Regions from separate parts of the Mus musculus genome. Here regions 2, 3 and 4 are each linked to region 1. A link is a contact called in public HiChIP or PLAC-seq and promoter capture Hi-C data. All regions are on one chromosome and are shown on one strand. Each heading gives the region's core, a stretch centred on a gene start, on an enhancer-like site or on the middle of the called end of the contact. The rest is flanking DNA. Distances are from core to core; before and after follow the strand shown. Region 1 holds the start of Ncbp3 (nuclear cap binding subunit 3). Region 2 overlaps Rap1gap2 (RAP1 GTPase activating protein 2). Region 3 overlaps Rap1gap2 (RAP1 GTPase activating protein 2). Region 4 overlaps Rap1gap2 (RAP1 GTPase activating protein 2).

Region 1 (2,928 bases), core at 135-2,634:
GGGGTAAAGCTCACTGGTAAAGGGCTTTGTTAGCATGCTCAAGTCTCTGGGTTGCATTGTTAATACAGCAAAAGAAAAACGGAAGGAAAGAAAGGAAGGGGAACAGGAGAAAAGAAAATACAATCCATTGTTTTAACCCAATTTTGTACTTTGCATTGCAATCAATTGATGGTACCATTCTAAGGAATTCCATCTTGTTTGTCCCATGGTACAGACCCATTTCAAGAAAAGCTTGGATGTACAGTATCACCTCTTTTGGATCTTACAGCCGCACATAACTAGCTCATTCGGTCCTTATATTCTTCTGTGGAGGTGTGTCACTGTTCTATGTTCTGATGAAGGAACTGAGGTTCCGTGCCATGCCCAAAGTGACCTAGTGTATCTGAGTCTTGTGATTTTTTTTTCTGTTTTAGAATGATTTGCCTTTCTCTGAAAAGATTTTTAGGGGCTCAGATATATGGTCTTACCTATTCCTGGTTCAGATTGGGAGATAGGTCTAGAAAGGGCTAACTAAATATGACACAGGAGGAGACACAAAATCAGGACTCATGACAGACAAGAAGTCCCTTCTTCAAGTCTGAACAAGCCTTTCCTCTTTCCCAGCCAGACTCTTACTAGGAACATTTGCAGGAAATCTTGCTTGTGAGTCTCTGATGAGTAGAGCTCCCAGAAGTGACAAAATGGGTCTAAGCTCTGGTTCTGCCCTTTGGGTAGGTCACTGTGATCTTGAAGCACCCCTCTTCCCCTTTTAAGATAGGATCTTCTGTAGTTTAGGCTGGCCTCAAACTAGCAATTGCCCCTTGGTGTAATTGGGGGATAACCTTCAGCCCCTAGTCCTCCTGCCTCTATCTCCCAAGTGCTGGGAATACAATCGTGTACCATCCCTTTCCAGTTTAAATGTAGGCAGGGTTTTACCTTGGATCCCTGGATGGCCTGGAACTTAGAGATGTGCCTGCCTCTGACTCCTGACTGCTGGGATTATAGGCATGTAACCCCTACACTGGGCCCTAGTTTAAAATTTTGACCACATAATATGGCTCAATTACTGGAAGACTTGACAGAGCCAAAGCTTACTACGGAAATAACTTTGTAAACGCTCAGATTGCCTAGATGATAGATCGCGGTAACCGCTCAGCAGTTCTTAGAAGTATAGTCCTCAAAGTGCAGGTATTTTGGAACCTCAGACGACGCTCCACCTCCATCACTGCTTCGTCCCGCCCCCTACCCCGCGAAGTCCCGCCCCAAGCCGGCCCCAGGTTCCTAGGTCACCAAGGGGGCGCCAGAGATAAGGACAGCTTTCTGGTAGAAACAGACGACGCTCTAGGTGATAGCGGTGCTCCTCTGTGGTCATCGGCGACGGCGCTCTAGGCGGCGGGAGTGAGGGGCGGGCTTTCGGTGGTGCGGCCGGCTGGCAGCTATGGCGGCCGTCCGCGGCCTGCGAGTGTCTGTGAAGGCGGAGGCCCCCGCTGGGCCGGCTTTGGGGCTTCCGTCGCCCGAGGTGGAGTCCGGTTTGGAGCGTGGCGAGCCGGAGCCCATGGAAGTGGAAGAAGGCGAGCTGGAAATCGTGCCGGTGCGGCGCTCCCTAAAGGAACTGCTCCCGGTACGGGCGAGAGGGGCGGGGGCTGAGGAGGTCGCCGGGCGGGTGTCCCTGGAGAGTCAGGGAAGGTGGCGGACGGCGGCACTGGCGCAAGTCCGGGAACGCGGGAAAGGGGCGCGAGCGCCGAAAGGCGGGGGCCGCGCATGACCCGGAGAGCGCCAGAGAGAAAGGACGCCGGGGCGCCCGGAAATGGGTGCAGAGAGCGCTGGAGAGGCGGGGGATCTCGGAGAGAGTTGGGGACACCCCTCTCGCTGCCCCTCGGTGGCCCCGAACGGAATCAGCTGTGTTTGGTTGGAGATAAAAAGGAGCCGCGGGCGGGAACAGAACCTGAATCAGCCCTCAAAGAAAGTGTTAGGTGCCGCCGGCATCCAGGTCTCCTGGTGGGTCCTCCTTCCCCGGCCGAGTTGGTGTCACTTAAACCAGCTCTCTTCGCTTGGGAGGGCTAGACCTGTCAAACAGCAGACACTCGTGTGTTGGTATTGTGGATGAGGGTCCTCACGTCCCCGCACCTTCACTGCGTCTACTCTCGGTGGTCCCAGCTTCTGACACACAGTGACATTTGATCTTTCTTTAACCACAGTGGGTCTGAGGAGTGTTTTGCCTGTGGTTTGGTAGTCACATGCCCCTTCTTAAAGCTGGTCTGAGGCCTGGATAGCTCGGTTTTCACATACAACGTGAACTCCCTGCGCCCCCTCCTTTAATTACATGATAGCAGCTTGGTTTTACATTTGAAGTTATGAGTGAAGGCTAAGGTAGTGATGACAAATGACAATACCTTTGGTGACAACATCTATAGGTTATAGTGGATAGTGTATAGGTCAGGTGTTATCCATTCAGTCAGTTTAACATGTTTATATCACACACCTCTCTGTGTGCTGGTGTAATCCTAGGTGCTTAAGAGCGAACTCCCTCTTGGTGTTGCCCTAGTAGGGGAGACAAGTAAATAGTTCCCTTTTGTATTAAGTGCTACAAAAACAAACACACACACACACACACACACACACACACACACACACACACACCCTGTTAATAGGATAAAAAGCACAGTGGCCAGGAGGGATGTGAAGCAGTTGGTGTGTGTTGGGATGCACAGGAAAGTCCCTTGAGATAGTTAGATTCAACTTGAACCCCAAATGACAAAAAGGGGCCGACCATGTCAGTTGGAAGGGAGTAATTCCTAGCGGGGAGGACAGCAAGCTCAGAAGTCTTAGAGATGGAAACAGGATTGTTTTGTTGGAGAAATGTTGGATTGTCTTAAGCACGAGAACAGAAGTCAGAAAGACAGGTATTGTGGAGGAAAGCAAGGCCTGGAGATTGAATGCAGAGTCCAG
Region 2 (3,111 bases), core at 525-3,024, 1.4 Mb after region 1:
CCCCACAATGTTCCCAGTCTACATTCAAGCCCATTCCAACTACTGACACATGGGTACAGAGATCTGGGGTCTGGGATGGGACAAGTATAAAAGAAAAGGTTCTTACCTTCTGGAAAACAGGCGGGCTTGGCAGAGGGGGACCAAAGGCAGGCACATCTTCCCTAGCAGTGACTGATACCTGAATGAAACAATTTCATGTGGACTAAGACAGACTAGGAGTCCCACACCTTACAGAAGACCAACATACCCCTTCCCTCCTTCCCAGAACACAGAACGTCTATGTGAGCATCACCCACGAGCCCCATACGATGCTCCTCTAGTGGGTTGGATGGGATGGAATCCGGCATCCTTCCCTCTGCCTTCCTAAGGGCCAGAAGCAAGTTGGCCAGATGATGCCCTGGGCTGGGGAACCACTGAGACCCTAAGTACAGACAGTGCAGGTGGTGGCCAGGAGGTTTGCCTCCCTACCCCATTACAGCATCCATCCCAGAGAAAGCAACTGAGAACTACTGCTCATTTTACTGATGAGGAAACAGATGGCTAAGACATGGAACAAGCACCCTAAAACCAGAGAAAGGGGCACAGAGAATCCAGACTGCTCCAACCCAACTCTGACTCCCCATTAACCTAGCCATAAATCAAACTCAGAGTGTTTAAAAGGTAACTACTGGACCACAGAAATGGCTCCACAGATTAAAAAAACAAAAACCTGACACACAAGCTTGGTAAGTCCCTAGATTGTCTCTTCTCTCAGTACTTGTGTGTCTGTGTCCCCCCTCCCAACATAACAAGTACACATGTGCACATGCACGCTCATGCACACACATACACATACATACACACACACGCCACCAGTAGCAAAATCAACAACAAATAATTTTTTTAAAGAAACAAGTAAATACTGGTTGCAAGGAAAGCTTGGGGCTCTGCAAGTTGACACAGGCAGTGACCCAGGTCTGAAGCCTGGCTCTACATGTGGAGCCAGTCATTCTGGCTGAGGCTTGGGCACAGAGATACCAAGGGCATTGACTGGGAAAGAGGATGGGGGACATCCAGGCTCTGGCCAGATGCTGAGGCTGGACTGTAAGACCATCCAGAGACTCCAGCACAAGGGTGGTCCTGCAGCAGGTGGCTTCCACTCCTCACCTCCTCTCTTGTGCAAGTACCTAGGTTTCACCTGCTGTTAGCCCCTGAGGCTACAGGGCTCTTGGGAGGCTGCCCTATCCCTTCACTAGCAGTGGCTGACGTGAAGGCCCTGGCAGGCTGCCAACCACTCTGTCCTGTGAAGTAGGGCAGATGCAAGAGTCTGCCAGACTGGGTGAGCAGGCAGCTTGGGGCCCTGCCAGGTCCAGCGGGGAGAAGCAGAGCTTTGGTCAATGGGGCCTTCTTCTTACAAGCTCAAGGCCATTTACATGGCCCAAACTGAGGTACTCAGAGTCTCAAGAAATGGTTTTGTGTTCACTGACAAGATTTCTGGCTGAGCCCCAGCTGCTAGACACAGCCCACCCCCACCCCCAGCCACCAACCATGCACTGGTGGCCCAAGTCTAGTGCACATGTGTACTTGTTATGTTGGGAAGGGGGACACAGACACACAGGTATTGAGGACAGAGACAATCTGGGGACTTATCAAGCTTGTGTGTCAGGTTTTTGGTTTTTGTTTTGTTTTGTTCCATCTCAGAAGAAGAATCTGGCTGCCCACTCTGGGTATCTGGGACATGTGGGACAAAGCACAGATGCCTGCAGGCCCAGCTGTTTCCCTAGCCCGGCCCCTCCTCCTCAGGCCTGCATTAAAGTAGTCTATTCTGACAGGGTAAGGGTCTTAGGAATGCCTTTAAATCCACAGGGCAGCAGGGCAGGGCCCAAGACCTTTCTGGTAATGTCCATCCACGTCCCATCCGTATCCTAGCTCCTCCTCTGACCTCGGTCTCCCCCTCCTCTCGGCTTACAACCAGATGCCCAGGGGAGCTTAGAGAGGGAAGGCTAGAGACCCAACAAAACCCCCATGTCCAGGGATGGCCTGCCACCCAGAAGACTGGCAGGGCTGCTCAGAGGGAGTCAGGATAGGCAAGGGAAGGCCCTCCCCAGCTGCCTGTTTCACAGCCAAGTCTTGAAACCTTGGCAGAACTCCAGGAGTGAGGTGGACTGGCCCCTGCAGGGAGGGATGGGGGAATCCTATTGATTGCTGAGCTGGAATCTCTTTCCAACCTGGAGTGAATGGGAATGAGATAGCCCTACCTGAGAAGTGATTCAATTCCAGCCACACTTCACACACACCCACGGGGCCGGTTTCTCACATGCCCCAGAGGCTCCTGGGAAGACTTCCAGCTCCCGGCTCCCTGGCTCTGCGGCCTCAGCTCTAAGTGCCCTCAGCATCAATCAGCTTCAATCTCTTCCCTATGAGCAGACTAATGGGCCTTGTTAGACTTCAAGAAGACTATCCGAGGGGCTAGAAAGACGGCTCTGTGGCTAAAGGCACTTGCCACCAAACCTAACAACCTGGGTTCAATCCCTAGGAGCCACATAGTGGAAGGAGAGAACTGACTCCTGCAAGTTGGCCTCTGATTTCCATATGCACACGCATGCACACACACACACACACACACACACACACACACACACACAAATGTAGAAGACGAAGAAGACTGCTGTAATGCAAAGCCTGGCCCAGAGCAGAAGCCACCATCAATCACTCAGGTTTTTTGTCTTTACTTTCCCTGTCGACCTACATGTACAAAAGGTCACCTTCATCACAGAGTTCCCCAAACCATCCGGCAGCCCATACCCCATCCTGCCTGTCTCTGCTCCCATAAGTAGCCATGGCTAGAAGGACCCTGAGGCTTTAAAATCCAGATTTCCTGTTTTGCAAAGATAGAAACAAAGGCCCAGAGAGGGAAGGAACTGACTTGCAGTCACACATCAACAAAGAGACAGAAGCAGAGACCCCAGGCTGCTCGGTCATTCTGTCTTCTGGGGTCCCTCCCGCCTTTACTCTCCTTTTTCATTGTTGGCCCTCCTACTTCAGGGTTCAGCTAAGGCCCAGTGTCAGCCAGGGGGCCCTGAGGGAGCTAACCCAGTTCTCCTCACAGTTTATGCATCACCCATAGTGCCT
Region 3 (3,185 bases), core at 622-3,121, 1.5 Mb after region 1:
TGCCAGTGTGAACTGTTATTAACCTCTTGCTCCTCCTTAGCTTCCTCCTCTCCATAACCAACTGCAGCGATAACAGAAGTATTGTCACTATCCGTCAACTAACATTTGCATGTTTGTGTTAAATGCTTTGGGTATAGTATTTCATTTGATCTTTGCAGTGGTCTATGGCATAGATAGATGATAATTCTCCCATTTTACAGAAGAAACCAGGGCTCACAGAGCCTAACCATAACTAGGGGACAGGTCTAGGATTTGAAAGGACACTGGAAGATGGGCTTTAGTGGACTGCCCTGGCCTGCTGAAACCCTGGGGTCATTTGTTATCCCCTCTGTTGGAAGAAGGGTAGCTCAGATGCTCTGGGGACACCTTCCTAGACAAGCCTGAGATCCAAAGCAATGCTATCTGGGAAAGGACCTGGGATGGGAAGCACCCTTTTCATCTGTTTCTTCCTTTCTACAGGGTCTCACTATGTAGACTAGGTTGGCCTGGAACTCACGGGGATCCACCTGTCTCTGCCTCTGCCTCCATGAGCTGGGATAAATTACAGACATGTGCACCACATCCATTTTCTTGTTTTACAAGAATATTTATTTTTAATTACATTATTATTATGCATATGAGTGTTTTGCCTGCATGGATGTATGAGCACAAGGTGGCTTCCTGGTGCCTGTGGAAGTCAAAAGATACAGATGGTTGTGACCTGCCATGTGGGTGCTGAGAATCAAACGTGGATCCTCTATAAGAGCAGCAGTGCTCTTAACCACTTGAGCCAACTCGACAGCCTGAGAATGTTATCCCCCCCCCTTACTGGTTAACCAACTACCAAAAGTCTCTTCAAGCCTGTAACCCCTGCACTTCACTTAGGAGACAATATCTGGACACAGTTCAAGTATAAGAACATGCAATTAATATCTGGAATATTATGAGTTTGAGTTTAACCTGGGATATGTGTATGTAATTCATACATACGTGCATATTTGTCTCAAAACCACAAGAGCAGAGAATGTAAGTGTGTAGCAGAGCAGCGGTTCTCAACCTGTGGATCACAACCCCTTTGAGAGTTAACTGACCCTTGCACCAGAGTTGCAAATCAGATATCCTGCATATCAGATATTTATATTACACTTCATTACAGTAGCAAGATTACAGTTAGGAAGTAAGAATAAAAAGTAGTTTTATGGTTGGGGTTCACTACAACATGTGGAACAGCATTAAAGGGTCACAGCACTAGGAAGGTTGAAAACCACTGTAGTAACCTCTTAGGGTAAGGCCTTGATTGCTATAATTCTATTTCTGATATTTATGTTTTCTTTTAATTGTTTGTTTACATGTATTTACTGTAGAGGAGGGGGTACATGTGGGAGTAAAAGGGCATTGTGTGAGAGTCAGCTCTCATTTCATCCTGTGGGTCCCCAACCATCCTGTGGGTCCCCAATCATCCTGTGGGTCCCCAACCATCCTGTGGGTACCTGGACACAGACTCGGGTCCTCAGATTTGACAGCGAACATCTTTACCTACTGAGCCCTCCCTCTTGCCAGCCCCTTGATCTTCACATTTCTGTTGTAAATATTAATACAGAACCCTAAGGGAAATGTTTTCAGAGAATCCAGGGGCATCTAATGAAGTGGCCTAGGTGGGGGTAGAAGCCCTGCCACATCTGCTTTCTGTCTTTCTGAAGTGACATGTCAAACTACAGTGTCAGGCCCCAGAGAGCAGACCCAGCACCTGCCACAGGGAATCAGGGCTGAGAAAAGACTGGCATCTTGGGCCTTTCTGCTGAATCATTTCTAGCTGCCCCGGTCACTTAAGTGACAAGATGATACATCAACTTCAGTATCGCTGAAGGGTCTGCCCTGGAGGCAGAGCTCTTCTCCCTCGGGGGTACTAAAGCCAGTCTCAGCAGCAGCTGGAGCCACTGAGAATGAAGGATCCCTGCCCAGGGTCGCCATCTCCCCCTCCCAGATTCACTCTGTGCCCCAGTTTGCAAGACCAAATGATGGCAGGAAGAGGCCACTCCTAAGCCAGCCAAAAAGTTATCCAAGCAAGCAGACACAGCTTAATCCCCCTCATCACGGAACTGGTACAAGCACAGGAGAGAACCACTGAGCCTCTCCCCACTAGAGGAGCCAATCACAGCTACAGGACTCTGAGAGGGTCATGGCCGAGGCCCTGCTGGCCTCTGGCATGCTCCCAGACACTGGTTCAGCCCCACAAGTCACCTGGTCCCTCTCAACATCTGGAGACTATTTGTGGAAAGAAGAGCTCCTGATCTGTGCCCGCCCGAGGGGAAGCTTGAAGAAGCCTTCCAGGCAGATCCTGCCAGCGATGGGCCTATTTACATAGCAGGCTATGGGCACTCAGAGCAGGAACTGCCTGCCGCACATCTCTGTCTTGCTTCCAGGGTGCATGCCTATGCTACAGGCCCTCAAAACACTATCTGCTTGTTTGCATAGATCCTACACACAGCCTCTCCTCCACTTTGTTTTTTTATGTGTGTGGGTGTTTTGCCTTTATGTGTGTCTAAGAACCACGTGTATGCATGATGCTAGGGGCAGGGGGGCGGGGGACAGTGCACAAGAGGGCATTCAATCCCCTGAAATTAGTGTTATAGACAGTTATGATCTTTCAAATGAGTACCAGGAATCAACCCCATCTCCTCTAGAGGAACAACCAATCTTCTTTACCACTGAGCCATCTTCCTAGCCCCTTCCCATACACTTTAAGATGTCTCTACCTATAATGCCTAACCCAGGAAAAATGTATGGAGTTGTTATGTTGTTTAAGGAATAGTGGGAAGAAAGGTCTACACATATTCAGTGAAAGTGTGTGTGTGTGTGTGTGTGTGGTAAGTGTGGTATGGGTGGTATGGGTGTATGTGTGGGGATATGTATGGGGGTACTTATTGTGGGAGTGTGTGTGTGTGTGTGTGTGTGTGTGTATGTCAAATATTTTGAATCTATGGTTGATTGAACTCAGGAATGTGGTCCCTGGGACTATGGAGGGCCAAGCCATAACAATCTTCAGTGGCTGTGTTTATGTGTTTACTACGGTCACCTTCCATGTCAAACACAGTTCTGTGAGGCTGCTCAGGATGAAGCATGAAGTTTCCTCTCATCTAGGAAGGAGTCGGCTCTGGCTCGGGAGAAGCTGAATGCTAGCTAAAGAAACTGAACCACCTGTGCAT
Region 4 (3,166 bases), core at 391-2,890, 1.4 Mb after region 1:
ACACAAAAGGGAGGCCCTGGTCACCGCCAAGACACTAGCTTGTCATCCCATGGGGCTAAGACAGAAAGAGAGCTGGGCGAGTCGGCACACAATCTCAGCACTCTGGGGGCAGATCAAGATTGAGGTCATCCTTAACCACCCAACAAAAGACAAAAAAAAAAAATATCCTAGTCCCTCTCCTCTCTGTCCCTCCCCACATCCTCTTCAAGTTGACTAGGCTGTAGACACAGAACTTGAAGCTAAGACCTGGTGGCCCATCAGAATCCAGAGCCTAGCAACCCTCAACACCGTGTAGGTGCACAGAAAGAACAGGAAGGAGCCAATCCGGGCCTCCGATCCTTCGGTCTCACCTGAGGTCTCCACTAGCCTGATGGGAAGCAGCCCTAAGACACCGAGCCAGGGTCCCTTGGCCACCCACCAGACATGAGTGTAACAAGAGTTCAGTCATTAATTGGCTCCTAGTACAAAGCGGAGTTGGTGTGCATACGAGGAGAGTCCAACACGCTCCCTGATCCTCCTGCCCTCTTCCTACACTGGCCCCTCTACTGCCTATCCCACCTTGTTCTTCTGGGGTCCTGGCCTCTGCTCTTCAAGCTTGATTCCCTGCGGAAACAAGGAAGAGAGGATCCGCATAAGCATAGGTCACCGCTCATGGGTAGGAGCATCTGGGCACTTAGCCATCTGATGGGTACTGGAGCCTCTCGACTCCCACACTTAGCAGTTGTCAGTCCCAACACCAACCTCAGATAAGGGTGTGGGGGTGGCCAGTTAAGACTATAAATAGACTTGAGCCATGTCACCTGGGCTCAAATCCCAACATTGCCACTTCCTAGACTGGTGACCTGGAACAAGCCACAGATTCCTCTGTGTGACTCCTGTTGTCAGCTGTAAAGTGGAGAAGGTGACAGTGGCTTCCATCACAGCCCAGGTTAAAGGCTGGTGATGGGCTATGCATTTCAAATGCCAATGGTGTACACTAAAGGCTGTGCGTAGAATTAGTGAAAATGAGTAGTATTAGCATCTCTGTGTCTAAACCCCTTCCTGAAAGCCATAGGGCAGTGAATGGGAAAGATGAACACCCACATCTGCAAGTGTCAGAGCCAGCACATCGGTCCTCCTGCCTTCTAGCTCCACCTTTTTCCTTGAAGGAAGAGTGTTTGATTGACAGGCAGGAACTACGGTCCTTCAGGTCCTCATTCCACTTCCTATTTGTAACCAGGAAGTCTCCCTGGCTACATATGTAGAAGGAGGATTAGACCTCAACCCAACACCTGCATCTTCCAGATTCAAGGACCAGGGTTGGAACAAAGGGCTTTGCCTACAGTTGCTGAGAATTCACTTCTGGGAATAACCCCCTTGTCCAGCAACCCTGGTTGGGTTCTGGCTTAACTGGACTGTGCAAAAGGAAGGAAACACACAGCCTTTTCAAGACTGGATGCATTGGGTGATAGCATGAACCCGGAGGGCGTCTGGGAATTGCATCCGAAGCTGGGTTTATAATAAACACCCTGCTCCCCGGACAGCAGGGCTCCTGCTAACTGGGTGGAATCTGAAACAGCTTCTCTGGACTGCTGGACTGAGTCATGCTCCCAACATTGTTCAGGAGGGCGTGGGAAGGTCCCTCCCACTGACAGGTGCTTCTCACAAACGCCCGAAGGAAGCTGCCTGGGTGGCCCTGCAGACCCCGTCCAGGTTGGCACACTGGGTGGGTGGGGGAGTGATGTCAGAGTTTGTTTTGTTTGTCCTGCATTAGTCATCCTGGTCTGGGAACAGTCCTCAGGGCAGGAGTGCAACCTTGCCCCAGCCTCACTGACTGACACTCCACCCCCACCCCCCACCAGGGAGCCCCATCCTCAGCCGGGTCCTCCCTCCACCAAGCATTACCCTCTGCAGAAGGTACTGTCTTCCCTTCTCCCCGTCTCCAAGAAGAAATGGAAGTTCAGAGGGGGAAATGACTTGACCAAGGGCACTCAGCTAGAGGACATTCAGTTCAGATCTGTATCTGGGCCGGGAGTCTCCAAAGCATGTGTCCCCAAAGCATGCCTGGCTTCAAATTCCTACACTAGGACTGGGACCGGAGATCTTGGATCCCAGTTTTGGTGCTTCAGAACTAGCAATGTGGCCCAACCACATAACTGCTCCAAGACACAGTTTCCACAATGGCAAAATGGAGAGAGAGGAAACCCACGCCTGAGGATGGAATCCAGCCACATCGTGCAACATTCTTTCTCTGCTCCCTATACGCAAGCTCCAACCAGGAAACTGAGTCCACTAGTATGCCTGGAGCACACATGAGTGCATCTTACACACCACAATTTTGCTCCCCGCCATTTCTACTGAGGTTCATTTGGGAAGCCGTGATGGGAATCACTGTCTTTGACATAACGAGAGACTAAAGACAGAGTGGCTGGGAGGGCAAATTCAGACAAGCAGAGGGGTCCAAGAGTCAGTCCACAGGGCTGGGTTCTATGGAAGGAGGCAGGGACTTAAGCTGCAGGTGAGGATGGGCGGGCTGAGGAGCAATCACAGGGAAGGCAGAGGGAGCCACCAGTCTCTCCCAGTGAGCTGAGATCTCATTGGCTAGCAGGAAAGTTCCCCAGCTTTGCTCTGCTGTTGAACACTTAATGATACCCTGTCTCCCGCTACGCTGCGGTGCCATAGCTTGTTTCCGCAGCTAGATTATGAGTTCCCCCTAAATGCGAATAAAATGAGTTTATAGTCCACAAACTGCTGGGCGCAGAGGAGAACTGAACAGTTTATTTGTAGTAATGGCACGACTACTAACAATTACTCTCCCTTAATGCACCCTTCCCTTCCTTCCCTATCCTCAGGGAAACCTGGCAGTACCTTCTGCTCTGAATAACAGGACCACCCTGGACCCTTTCTCTGCCCCACCTCCCAAAGCTGACAGCCCCTTATTTCAAACCTTCCTTCTGAAATAAGAATAGAAAGAAGAAACTAAACCAGACTCTTCCTCCTCTGGAGCAGAAACGAGCATCATGCTTCCCAGTGCTCTTGCTGGGTGCTGTCCCCTGTGGCATGGGGCTGGGAGGGCAATGGGATATGTAGCTCTGAAGTCCTCATAAGGACAAGACAGCCCCTGTCAATCTATGATCCCAGAGAAGCGCCTGGAATATGTATGCCATTATCAACTGCTCCATCACAA

The links. Promoter capture Hi-C pulls out the DNA fragments that hold promoters and counts their contacts. HiChIP or PLAC-seq counts read pairs in DNA pulled down with a chosen protein or histone mark.
Region 2: a contact with region 1 is called in an H3K4me3 HiChIP or PLAC-seq map of stem cell-derived neural progenitor cells, with 11 times the contacts expected there. The contact joins the enhancer-like site here to the promoter of Ncbp3 in region 1. A contact is called at or near these places in 14 of 39 promoter capture datasets (3T3-L1-derived adipocytes, the C10 cell line, cranial neural crest and 8 more) and 10 of 115 datasets of contacts at active chromatin or transcription factors (embryonic forebrain, embryonic limb bud, embryonic stem cells and 6 more).
Region 3: a contact with region 1 is called in a promoter capture Hi-C map of hippocampal neurons, with 12 times the contacts expected there. The contact joins the enhancer-like site here to the promoter of Ncbp3 in region 1. A contact is called at or near these places in 8 of 39 promoter capture datasets (the 3T3-L1 cell line, the C10 cell line, cranial neural crest and 5 more) and 7 of 115 datasets of contacts at active chromatin or transcription factors (astrocytes, differentiating embryonic stem cells, embryonic midbrain and 4 more).
Region 4: a contact with region 1 is called in an HNF4G HiChIP or PLAC-seq map of pancreatic cancer cells. The contact joins the enhancer-like site here to the promoter of Ncbp3 in region 1. A contact is called at or near these places in 7 of 39 promoter capture datasets (the SN4741 cell line, cranial neural crest, embryonic stem cells and 4 more) and 8 of 115 datasets of contacts at active chromatin or transcription factors (astrocytes, embryonic forebrain, embryonic stem cells and 4 more).

Annotation. Positions count from the first base shown.
Region 1 is chr11:73,046,483-73,049,410 of GRCm38.p6, forward strand. It overlaps Ncbp3 (nuclear cap binding subunit 3), which reads left to right and starts at 1,385. Exons shown (of 13, transcript NM_025818.3): 1 at 1,385-1,600. The coding sequence starts at 1,418.
Region 2 is chr11:74,407,782-74,410,892 of GRCm38.p6, forward strand. Rap1gap2 (RAP1 GTPase activating protein 2) reads right to left here. Exons shown (of 25, transcript NM_001015046.3): 15 at 107-178. Among named protein-coding and RNA genes, the nearest start is that of Olfr412, 45 kb to the left of the region's middle. Within about 2 kb of position 1,775, at least 133 of the 459 cell types and tissues checked have an H3K27ac peak or open chromatin away from gene starts, as enhancers often do. A contact at or near this core is called in embryonic forebrain, forebrain, pancreatic cancer cells and 1 more, where this site is marked.
Region 3 is chr11:74,497,515-74,500,699 of GRCm38.p6, forward strand. The region is part of intron 2 of Rap1gap2 (RAP1 GTPase activating protein 2); the gene reads right to left. Among named protein-coding and RNA genes, the nearest start is that of Rap1gap2, 91 kb to the right of the region's middle. Within about 2 kb of position 1,872, at least 25 of the 459 cell types and tissues checked have an H3K27ac peak or open chromatin away from gene starts, as enhancers often do.
Region 4 is chr11:74,437,706-74,440,871 of GRCm38.p6, forward strand. It overlaps Rap1gap2 (RAP1 GTPase activating protein 2), which reads right to left. Exons shown (of 25, transcript NM_001015046.3): 5 at 559-603. Among named protein-coding and RNA genes, the nearest start is that of Olfr412, 75 kb to the left of the region's middle. Within about 2 kb of position 1,641, at least 37 of the 459 cell types and tissues checked have an H3K27ac peak or open chromatin away from gene starts, as enhancers often do. A contact at or near this core is called in pancreatic cancer cells, where this site is marked.